Regions from separate parts of the Hordeum vulgare genome. Here region 1 is linked to region 2. A link is a contact called in public Hi-C data. All regions are on one chromosome and are shown on one strand. Each heading gives the region's core, a stretch centred on a gene start, on an enhancer-like site or on the middle of the called end of the contact. The rest is flanking DNA. Distances are from core to core; before and after follow the strand shown.

What was found. Hi-C and Micro-C count contacts between places; a contact is called where the count stands out from the background.
Region 1: a contact with region 2 is called in a Hi-C map of leaf, with 2.7 times the contacts expected there. The contact joins the enhancer-like site here to the promoter of LOC123402564 in region 2. A contact is called at or near these places in 2 of 6 Hi-C or Micro-C datasets (both in leaf).

Annotation. Positions count from the first base shown.
Region 1 is chr6H:34,426,905-34,432,808 of MorexV3_pseudomolecules_assembly, reverse strand. No RefSeq gene overlaps it. Among protein-coding and RNA genes, the nearest start is that of LOC123402403, 90 kb to the left of the region's middle. Within about 2 kb of position 2,493, at least 2 of the 3 cell types and tissues checked have open chromatin away from gene starts, as enhancers often do. A contact at or near this core is called in leaf, where this site is marked.
Region 2 is chr6H:33,777,738-33,783,900 of MorexV3_pseudomolecules_assembly, reverse strand. LOC123402564 (protein RESPONSE TO LOW SULFUR 2-like) reads right to left here and starts at 1,614. Exons shown (of 1, transcript XM_045096486.1): 1 at 785-1,614. The coding sequence starts at 1,223. The coding sequence ends at 915. LOC123401562 reads left to right here and starts at 4,351. Exons shown (of 7, transcript XM_045095389.1): 1 at 4,351-4,441; 2 at 4,530-4,705; 3 at 4,802-4,857; 4 at 5,178-5,292; 5 at 5,970-6,092. The coding sequence starts at 4,352.

The DNA.
Region 1 (5,904 bases), core at 1,244-3,743, 650 kb before region 2:
CTATCTTCTGATTGAAACTTTTTTCATCTAAGGTTGAAACATTTTGTGTGAGTGGTTGTATCATTCCCTGATTTGTAGTGTCGGTTGAAGCTTTTTTCATCTAGGGTTGAAGCCTTTTCATCTGGGGGTTGAAGCTTTTTTTTAGCATTTGCAATAGGGGGGAGGTGCGACCGACAAGGTGAAGACCGACGGGGATGAGCAGCGACGAGTGCGTCGGCGAGCAGTTGTCGTCGCAACCGCAGCTGCAATCGTAGCCACATGGAGATGCAACCACATGGTGCAGATGTTGCATGGGTGGAGCTGGTGGCGAGGACGGCGGCAAGGGCCTTGCCCGACGACGCGGACGGATGACAAGGGCGGCAACAGGCAACGACCGATGATGAAACAAGATGAGAACACGAGGCAAGGCGGTCGGCACGTGCGGCGGCGGTGCTCTCCTCCCATTTCCTTTTCTCCCGCGCGCGAGGTTGACAATAAAATGAGGAAAGGATGGGGAATGATCTAACGGCCAAGGATGACCAGATTCGACACATAGCATGCGACCGGTCCAAATTTAAACCGAGACACGGACGCAGATCGTTGTCCTTTATTTTTCCGGTGCCTGGCAATCGGAAGCAGTTGGGCTACCCACTTGAAGCTCACGTGGCCGAGCACGTGCTAATGATCGCGCGCCGTACATAGCACAACATGGCTTGGCCTGATTGTACATAGGAGGGATTAAAACTACCTATGACTGTTGTACCACTTTACAAAAGTAATTTGTAGTGTTTGTGGTCACGTGGTTGTCTAATTAAATAAATTATAGTTTTACTTTTGTGAGACGATTTTGTACGCTCTCACTCTCTTGTCCTTACCAATCTGTCAATCATTATCTAACATACGGTTTGGGCTTACTAAGGCCCTGTTTAGAAGCACAATGAATTATAATAATTTGGATTATGAAGATAAATTATATAATCTGATTTATAAAAATAATCTAGGTGGACATGTTTAGAGGCCAGATCATATAAACTGTAATTCAGATTTTACATTGCATAATGATCTGTCTGTCATTTATTTATTTATTTAAAAGAGAAGGGTGTCGGTGGTAGAAATGTAATTATCTCCAACTTTACAAGGATAATGAGTTATTAACAATTCATAATCTGATTTTAGCTGGGTAGAGTAGATTGTGAGTTTTTAATAATGTGTCCATCTAATTTTTATAATCTATACCATAATATGTCCTTTTTGAAGATGAAATAGATTATAAAAGCTAGATTATATAATCTGAGTGGTTTCAAACATGACCTAAATGTATCGCCAAATCACCATCTTTGTTTGATTCTCAAAGCCTCCCATGTTGCCGCTACTAACCGTTAACCGAAGATGACACTTTTTGTTTCTGGCATTCCTTTTCATCATTGTTGCTAATGTCGAACAAGCATAGACAACCGCTATTCCATCCCAACAAAGACACACAAAATCTGATTGCTCGTCCCCTTGAGTTACGTGAGAGCATGCGGTATAAGATGACTCGGCATGAGTGGATGAGGGATAGTAGAGCCTTGAAGTGGCCAAGTAGAATGAGCAAGTACAACAGTGCATGCTGTAATTTTGGCTATCAGTCGGTAGTTCCCAATGCCTCCAATACCTATGTCTATCAAAAACCTCAGTTGTGCTAAGATGCAACAAATAATACACTCAATGATACTGGATAATTCCAAGGTGTGGGAGTGAAAAGTATGAAATAAGCTATTGATCTCCTCACTGGCAAACCCCTCGCTCTTTATAGATCATCTGAATGGTGGATAGTGACGTAAATATTGTACATGGGTGTGCTAAGCAAATGATCTTTCACTTGAGAAAAAAATAATCCATTTGTTGTATACCCTGCACACATTTCACTGTTAGTCAATTTTTCAGGCTAAGACAGGGTTGTGTCGCCATGCTTAGGCCTTGGACATTGCAGAGCACAGCGAGTGATAGGGGTTGTTGCCATTTCGCCGGCGGGGGCTGTCAAATTTTTTCTCCTTTTCGATTTTACTTATTTCAATTATTTTCCATACTTTTTTGTACTTTTGGTAATATAAGGTGAATTTGTTTTCCCTTTCTGCGGGAGAGGTTAACTTTCTTCCCAATATAGGGTGAACCTTTTTTTGGTGTGAATGATGAACAATTCCTTAATGTACGAAGACCACTTTTTTCCATATATTGAACAAGTTTTAATATCTGATTAAAAAATAATTATACAGTGAGAAATTTTTTAACACACTAAATACTTCTTTAATTCCCTTCTTTAATATTTGGTAAAAAAATTCCAGGTGAACTTTTTCTATTATACACTGAACTTTTTTTCAAACACATATTGAACACTTTTCTCGAAAATATTTATATATTTAGAAAATGTTCAAAAATTACCAACCAATAAGCCGGTTCGCGACAGAGCATCGTTCACCATAGTGTCTGCTTTCCTACAGTGTATTGGCCCCAACATTGTGAGGTTGCTATAGCGCATCGACTGCTACAGTGATTTCCTATATCCCGGCTGGCCCAGCCCATTCGAGTCGGACAAATGCGAAGACGAGGTTGTTTCCCGCTTCCGGGCAAATTATAGAACCTCTAGCATTAAGGGACGAATTGACAGCCTCCGGATAAGGGAAGCGGAGTAGAGGTGCCAGGATCAAAACTTTGTGATGTCATTTCAAATCTGTGATGTCAGATAAACGTATTTTTTAAAATTTGTAAAAAGCACATGATTTCTACTTGTGTACAAAGGATTTGACAAAAACATGTGTGGCCCGTTGACCACACTCCTCTCTACGTTGCTTCGCCACTAGGAGCGCTCGACTGTGCCTGCCAATTGGTGCACTGTAGGCGCCAGTTTTTAATTTATTTTCATTATGTTTTCCAAATATGGAACATTTTCATGTGCAGATATTTTTTAAATTTACGAACTGATCTGTAAAAAGTGAAAAATATTAAAAGCCAACACTTTTTAAATATTTTAAACATATTTATTTAAACAAGATTATTTCTGAAAATGCGAATATATGTATAACATTTTGAACAATTTTAAAAATATACGCCCTTCGTCCGGAAATACTTGTCATAAGAATGGATGTATCTAGATGTATTTTAGTTCTAAATACATTCATTTTTATTCATTTGTGCAACAAGTAATTCGGATGGAAGAAGTAATACATATTATGAATTTGTGACCAAAATTTGAAAATGGGAACAAATTTGAAATTATGAACAATTATTAATAAGAAAACATTTTTTGAAACTAGCAAACATTTCTTCAAATGAAATTAAATTTGTGAACACCTGAAAAGACGGGTATTTAATGAAATTCCAAACAATATTTGGCAACAAATTTCTTTTGAAGTCCCATTTTTTTTCAAATTGCAGACATATTTGCAATTGAACTAATTTTGAAATGGAAATATATTGTGAGATGCAAAACAAATATTTAAAAATTCAACATTTTATTTGACATCCCAACATTTTTGAAAAATTCTAAACAGTATTTGAAATTTCCAAACATATTTTATAAAACATTTTTGAAAATGGAACAAATGAAAAAATAAAGAAAGTTGCTAAAAGACAGAAGGGAAAAGAAGAAAAACATAACTGAAGCTTATAGAACTGTATGGGAACCAACTTGTACTTCTAGGGATGTGCTATGCATCAGTCGGCGGATATTTTAAAAATATTCGCCGGCTCTTAAGCTGTCAGATTTGGCGCATCGAGTGACAGAGTAGCTTTTTTACTTTTGCAACTTAGGTCTTGTTGCAGTTTTTCTGCAACTATGGTCTTGTTGCAAGTTTTTTTTTTTTGCAATGGAGGTCACGTTGTCGAATTTTTTGCAAGTGTCTGTTGCAGATTTTTTTTTCAACTGAGTATGTTGCAGAAGCATCGAGTCATCGTACTGTCGTATTCTAAGGATCCAGATCCTACAACAGAGCCGTTGTTATGATGAGAGATTATAAAAACATGCTAGTTGCAGACACTTATGATGTTGGCCATGAGACATGTGGCATGCAGAAAATAGGACGGACGCCAGGCTACGATCTCTCAGATGGCTTATAAGGTTTCGTCGCCTCGCGAGTCATCGGATCTAACACAATTAATCTGTCAGACATATTACTTTAATTTGCAAGAGAGGTCTTGTTGTGAAAACATTTGCAAACAAAGAATATGTTGTGGGTTTTTTTAACATAGACTGCGTTGCATTTTTTTGTAACATGGATCGTATTGCAGAAAATTAAATTGCAACATGGGTCATGTTGTAGAATATATATTTTTGTAACATGAACACCCGTAGAATCTAGCCTGTGATTGGTTTGCAACAACCCAACCACGCTAGTCACACCTTTATGACCGGGGAGGCCACCGCCAACCGAATTACCATTTAGTCGGTCTGCAAAATACGATATATTACGGTTTGTTTTTCGAAACAGGTGATCAGTTGCAGAAATGGAAGTAGCTACAGAACTATTAGTGGCAAGGTTTGAGAGTGATAAGGATAAACGATATACGTGGTGTGTGGGCCTAATCAAGACGCGTGACAATTATAGCATGCGACGGGCGTAAGAGAAAAGCAGAGGTACTTTTAGGGGTCGGTTGAACATCAGTTTTTCCTGTACTTTTAGGGGTCGGTTGAACATCAGTTTTTCCTGTACTTTTAGGGGTCGGTTGAACATCAGTTGAACATCAGTTTTTCCTGTACTTTTAGGGGTTGTATCAAAGCAGAGGTGTACTTATGTTAGCCTTAAAAATAAATCTTCGTTCCAATGCACACTCTGTCTATTTGTCCAAACTGGGACTAGGAACCTAGGACAAAGTGTGATGAGATTGAGGATGCTATAAATTTTCACTTCATAACTGCTAACTAGAAGACTAATTGAGGCGTGTCGATTGATAGACAACTAGTTCTACATGTGTTGCACGACATTGTATTGGTGGTGGGAGCCATGAACAATGCATGGTGATAGGCTAGTTCGCGTTAGACTAAGGGTGAGCCTGGTATGAATCGATGGCAGGGTCCTATGTACAATACTGAATTACTTATCATTCCATACTTTAAAATGTCGAATTACCTACAATCAAGTACGAAGCGACACCGGGAGACAAGGATGAACGCCGGTGTTTGCTTGATGCCGGTGGTTGAAGGAAGCCTTGCTCTCTCGACCTCTTTCTTGATGCCGGTGTTTGCTTGTTTGTTTCCAACTGTGACACTGGCTTCTGGAAACGGAATGCAGCGTTGGGCGGCGACGCGTCACGTGTGTTCTCGCACGACATGTAATTCTAGCTGGCAAGTGGCGATCCAAGTAGCGGACCAACCACCGTTGTCACGATCGATGACACATGCCTGGTGAAAAGCTCCGGTCCTTAGGCCCTTCCTTCCCCTCTGGCTTGAATCCCAGAGGTGCCTTGCAAGGCAGTCCGAACATCAAAGAGGCACCGTAGTACATGATTATCCATGGACAATTTTTGGATTTTTTCACTGTTTTAACCCATAAGACGTAAGTAATTCACAGAATGAACTCGATCTGAAAGTATTTCCGGATCTGACCTTTTTTACAAACGCCAGAGTCCGTGGCGTTGCAGCTACACGTAGAAACGTCTGTCTACTGTGATGTTTCTGATCTACATTCAAACGCCTGTCTAACTTGCGTTGCAGCCCAGACCAAAACGCCATTGTCTTTGGCATTTCTATCCAGCAATGGCGTTTCAACCCACCATGCGGCGTTCGTGCGTGCTTGTGTCAGTGGGAGTGAGCTGCTTTTCTTCTCTTCCTGCGTGCGTGAGTGGGAGTGAGCTGCTTTTCTTTTTGGCTGAAGTTCGTACACGCACAGGATGAGAGCCTGTGCCCAGGCGCATGCATGCATGCTTGGATCCGGTATGGATGGTCGAGCT
Region 2 (6,163 bases), core at 365-2,864:
ATGGTCCAATAAGTCTAAAAACAAGCCCATGAAGCTGAAACTAATCGGACCAACAGCCCGTACCTAGGCTTGGAGGCGCAGCCCACGGACTACCACGACACGACCCGATTACTAAACATGCTTCAACGGACCGTGCCGGGCCATGCACGGGCCGTTTGGCCAGGTATGAACGTACGTGCAGGTCGCTTTTCCATTGAAACGTTTGCTCGCTCCTGTAGCACTGTATTCAACTGTACGCGTACAAGTTACAACCACTGTCATCTTGCTCGGGCAAGAAACTACTCCATCCGTTTCTAAATATAAGCGTTTTAAGATATTTTACTAGATGACTACATACAAAACAAAATGAGTAAATATACACTCTAAAGTATGTCTACATACATTTGTATGTACTTCCTTCGTTCCTAAATACTCCCTCCGTCCGAAAATACTTGTCCTAAAATAGATGTATCTAGACATATTTTAGTTATAGATACATCCATTTTGTACATTTTTAGAACAATTATTTTCAGACGGAGGGAGTATAAGTTTTTGTAGAGGTTTCACTGGTAAACTACATACAGATGTATATAGACATACTTTAGACTAGAGATTCACTTATTTTGCCCCGTATGAGACGTGAAATCTCTTAAAAGAATTATACTTCCTCCGTTCGGAAATGCTTGTCCTAAAAATGCATATAATGGATGTATCTATAATTAAAATAAGTCTAGATATATTCATCTTTAGGACAAGTATTTCCGGACGAAGGTAGTATTTAGGAACGGAAGGAGTAGTCCTCTATTAGAATCTCTAGAAGCACAGAGTAATTAATTAACCTCGCTTTACATTTTGTCTAAGGAATCTATACTGCCGCTGCACCGCCTTCGTCGAGGCCGACGCGCTCTGCCTGCCTCTAGGCTGTAGGTGCTCCGCTATCTGCTGCGTGCGGCGGCGAGCTCCCGCGCGAGCTCCTGGACCTCGCCCTGGTACGCGCGCGCGAGCTCGAGGGCCTCGCACTCGGCCTCGCCGAGCTGCACGCACAGCCGCTCCTCGGCCTCCTCCGCGGCCTCGGCGCGCAGCCGCGCGGCCTCCAGCTCCGCCCGCAGCAGCGCCACCTCGCGCTCCAGCTCGGCGTTCCGGCGCCGCAGCAGCGCCGCCTCCGCCTCGCCCTCCGCGGCCTTCCTGCCGCTCTTCCAGCCCGAGGCCGGCGTAGGGACGGCAATGGAGATGGACGGCGCCATGGACCGAGATCGGAGCACGGAGAGCTCGAAAGAGAGAGAGGACCGAAACGAATCGAGTGCTTGAGTGGCTGTTATGATTGGCTGCAGTGTGCTGGGGTTGCTTTGAGATGTGGCAACTGGTGCTCGGGTTAATTTATGGGCGGGGGTGAGGGCCGGGAAGGCGTCCAGGTTCGGTGTATCTGGACGTGCGGACGGGAGGCGGCGACGGGTAGTACGCCAGCAGTGACCGGTGGTGATTCTGGCACCTCGAAAAATATCGACGGAATGGGGGAATCGAGCGAGAGTGACCGGAGGTGAAGGGTGTGGACGCGGGCGGGCCAGACTCGGCGGCTCGTTGGGTTTCCCTGGTTCAAAGAAGAGGCGAATCGAGCGAAAGTGATAGGGTGAGCTCGGGCTGTATGGTGAACAGTATGTATGAATTTTGAAAGAAGTATGCATTGTTGAATCATTGTTTTCTATTTGACTTGTTTTAAACTATTTGGTTAATACTCCCTCCGTTTCAAAATTCTTGTCTTAAGTTTGTTTAGAAATGAATGTATCAAAATACTAAAACATGACTATATACATTCATATCTAGACAAATCTAAGACAAGAATTTTGGGACCGAGGGAGTACTTATGTATGAATTGGAGTTTCATCTTCAAACTATTTGTGTGCCATGCTAACTTTGTTTCACAACTCGTTGATGCATATACGTAGATGTCATCTGAAAATGATAATAATAATGACAATGGTTGTCAAATGAAAAAAAAAAGACGTTTGGATGCAACAACCATAGTGTAAAAGTATTGTGAAAGTTGGGTGATCAAGGTCAAACCTAAGACATCCATATTAACTAGATTTGGAGGCGAATCAGGGAAAGTGCTAGGGTGAGCTCGAGCTATATGATGCACAGTAAATTTCAAAGCCAATAGAAACACTTTTTTCTAGGGGTAATAGAAACACGTTTTAGTGTTAGTTACATCCGACCTAAACAATTTTAAGACAACAAATTCAGGGCGGAGGTCGTCGCAAAAAAAGAAGAATGGAGGTCGTCGCAAGAAGAAGGGAGGGAGAGGGAAGAAGAGGGAGAGAGAGGGAGGGAGAGAGAGGGGGAGAGGGGAAGAGAGAGGGAGAGAGAGAGATGACAATGATGGATGGGAGAGATTGAACCTCGGATTTGACGGTAAGGAAAAAGCTCCACGTTGCAGCCGTAACCCGTCGCCATCTCACCACCCATGTGGTCAAGAACGCCGACCAAAACCTCCCACGTACGCTGTTTTTCCAAGGGCTACGTCGCCTTGCCATCGTGGGCCACCACCCCCTAGATTCCTATGTCCTCCACCCTAAAATGGAGCAACAAAGACCACACCACCATCGCTCATCGTGAGTAGGCTATCTAACTGTTCATTCTTCATGAAGCTATCATAGAAGATAGGAAGTCGAGCCATGAGAACTAGTTGCTCGATAGGGGCGGAGGATGGCGTGATATACCTTTATTTTTCATGATATCATCTACACCATAAGACCGACATCTTTCGAGGGCACACAAATCTAACAACACACACGCACGAAAATAACATAGGTTCTCTCTTATAGCTTGGATTGGCGATGATATATCTCACATGTTGGGAGAAATTGCCCACGTCTTCATCACACACGTGAGTAGGCTATCTAACTGTTCATTTTTTATGGAACTATCATAGAAAATAGAAAGTCAAGTTATGAGAACTAGTTGCTCGATAGAGGTAGAGGATGATTTGATAAACCTTTATTTTTCACAATATCATGTACACCATAAGACCACCATCTTTTGAGGGCGCACAAATCTAACAACACACATACAGGAAAAAACATAGGTTCTTTCTTGTAGCTTGGATTGGTGAATGCTATATCTCACATGTTGGGAGAAATTGCTCACGTCTTCATCACCCATGTTTCGGCCTAAAAGCGGTCATTTTTTCCTTTTGTTTTTATTTTTATTTTTAAAATTAATTTTAATTTTATATTTCTTTGTTCTATGAATATATATTCTTATTTTACATATTTATATTATATTTTTTTAATAAATTCATGAGTACTCTCTCTGCTTGGAAGTAAGTGTCGCTTATTTGTCCATACGACACGATACTTATTCATGGATGGAGAAAGTATTTATTTATGAGATGCACAAACAAATTTTTTGTTTAATTTATTTTAAAACATAAACATCCCTTTAAGGGCTCCATTGGTTCAAAGGAATTGCATGGGATTTTAGATTCATCATAAGAAAAGAATTCTACATTCGCAGTATTAGGATCCTTAGGAAAAAAATTCTAAGTATTACTTTGCACTCTATTTTGGAGAAACTTTCCATCTGCTCAAAACACTTGGTGCAGTTTTTTTTCCTGACATGACACACTAGTTGATCCAAAATTCCGTGGCTTGGAAATCTTATACTTGATTCAAGAGGGCATGCTACTTGAATTTAGTATTTCTCACTTTTTTTAGTTTTTGAGAATCCTGTGAACTACTCCCTCCGGTCACAAATATATTTTGAATATTTCAATATCAACTACATATGAGATATCGGCTAAAATGAGTGAACAAACATACTGAAATATGTCTATATACTACCCATGTCCCGTAATGGAAGACGCTTTTTGACACTACACTAATGTAAAAGAATATGCTACATTATAGGACGGGGGAGTACATTTGATTTAAGGAAAAACTAGCATATCTTATACTCCCTCCGTTCAAAAATACTTGTCAGAGAAATGAATGTTTATAGACATATTTTAGTTTTACATACATCTATTTTTATCCATTTGTTTAACTTATTTTTTATCCATTTCTGTGATAAATAATTTCGGATGGAGGGAGTAGTTATGATTATTTTTTGAGGCAAAGGGAGTGTTTGTGAATGGAGGGAGTAGTAATCAAAGAGGCCTTTACAAAATTTATATGGACAGCGTCACAGGGGTCAGGGCCCAACAGAATGGGCCACCTTCTGGACTGGCCTGGGCTTATGCTCTGCTCAGTGAAGTCGCCAGTGTCCGTCCATACACACCGCCGCGGCGGATAGAGTTGTTCTTCCAGAGGCGGACGCCGCGCCAGCGCCACGGCGAGGCACCCACCACCGTCCACCGCACCGCAGGCAGCGCGCCATGCTCTCCCTCCTCCCGCCCGCGCGGCTCCGCGCCGCGCCCTCCGACGTCCCCGTCACCGCGCCGCGCCGCCCGGCCGTCATCCTCCCAGTTAATCACTGCCCCGGCTCCTTTTTGTCTTTCCGGTTGTCTGTGCGCGCGTGTGTGACGCGCGGCGGTCTGTCGTAGTGGCGCGCAGGGGCTCGGGAACAACACGGGCGACTACGCGCGGCTGGCCGCGGCGCTGCGGGACGGCCACGGCGTGCCGTCCGTCGTCGCGCGGGTGTCGCGCCCCGACTGGCTCCGCAACGCCGCCGGCCTCGCCGACCCCAGCTACTGGCGGGGCACCCTCCGCCCGCGCCCCGTCCTCGACTGGTAAAACGCAGCAATCCTACCATACCATCCGCATGCGTACGCGATTGATTTTGTGCCGTCGGGTTTCACCGAACACCTTGCCTGCACTCACCGCAGGTACCTGAACCGAGTGGAGGAGGCGGTGTCCGAGGCCAGGGAGCTAGGCTCTCCAGGTTCGTCCATCAAATCATGGTGCAATTTCTGCCAGTCATCAGTGCCCTGCGAATGAAGCTCTAGCAGTTTTACTACTTCTGTGCCGTCGAACAGTTTGGACTTGACTTGGTTTCAGCTACCATGACAAGGAAATTGTTGCTTCAAATTCACCATCTAAACTTCGATTTCCTTCTGTTCCTGCTAGTTTCAGCCATCTGAAGATTCTGGGATGTATTCTCAGTTGTCCATAATATTGCAGGCAGAAAACCATGGAATAAAATGATCGATGTTCTAAAAGTGAGGGCATTCGTCTTGACTCTGAACTGTTTGATGCTTGCAGACGGGAAGCTGTCGTTGATAGGGCATTCAGCTGGGGGCTGGCTCGCGCGCGTGTACATGGAGGAATTCGGGACTTCTGACATAAGTTTACTGCTCACGCTTGGCACTCCCCACCTGTACGGTTTTTTATTTGGTCATTGTTTCAAATCATGAATATATGGTCCAGTAATACCTTATTTTTTGTTCTAACTCGCACTTGGGAGTAACGCAAGCTTAGTGGCTTGTATTCCTTAGTTTGACAAGTTCTTGCAGAAATATATGGGCCTCTTACATCACAGACATGAATTATGGAATGGGGGAAATTAGATTTGGCGCCTATTGTTACACCCCCCTTCTGTTTTTTTCTCCTAGAACATGCAAGTTTATGTTGTCCCAGCTTACAACAGTGCAAATATACCTGTTACCTTCACAATATGATCCAGACTTGTATATGGACTTCAGTAGTTTTGTGTTTACAGGATATGATTAGGCACTGTTTGGGAAGGTGATAAATATTATCCTGTTTCCTTTGAATGTGCAAATATTTTACTTAAATTTTCTATCCACTGAAGGGATTTAGCTTAATACGCTGCCATCCAAACAAGCCCTTACATGTAAAAATCTCCCAACTATTGCTATATATTTTGACATGTGGATTGCTACATAAAAGTAATGTACATGTTTATTCATGCAAGCTTTACTATTTTAACTTGATAGCAGGTGGAATTTTGAGAACAATGTACTGTCAAAATTGAATCCGGAGCATGCTTTTCTTGTATCTGAATTGCTTTTCTTTTTTCTCTCTAATTCCTAGGCCACCTCCCAAAGGTGTTTCTGGCGTAATTGACCAAACTAGAGGACTACTGAACTACGTCGAGAAGAATTGTGCCCCTGCAGTTTACACACCAGAACTACGATATGTATGCATTGCTGGAAGGTACCTTAACGTTATAGTTCAGGTTCTGAATAATTGACTATATGTTAATCATATCATAGAATTGAGGCTTA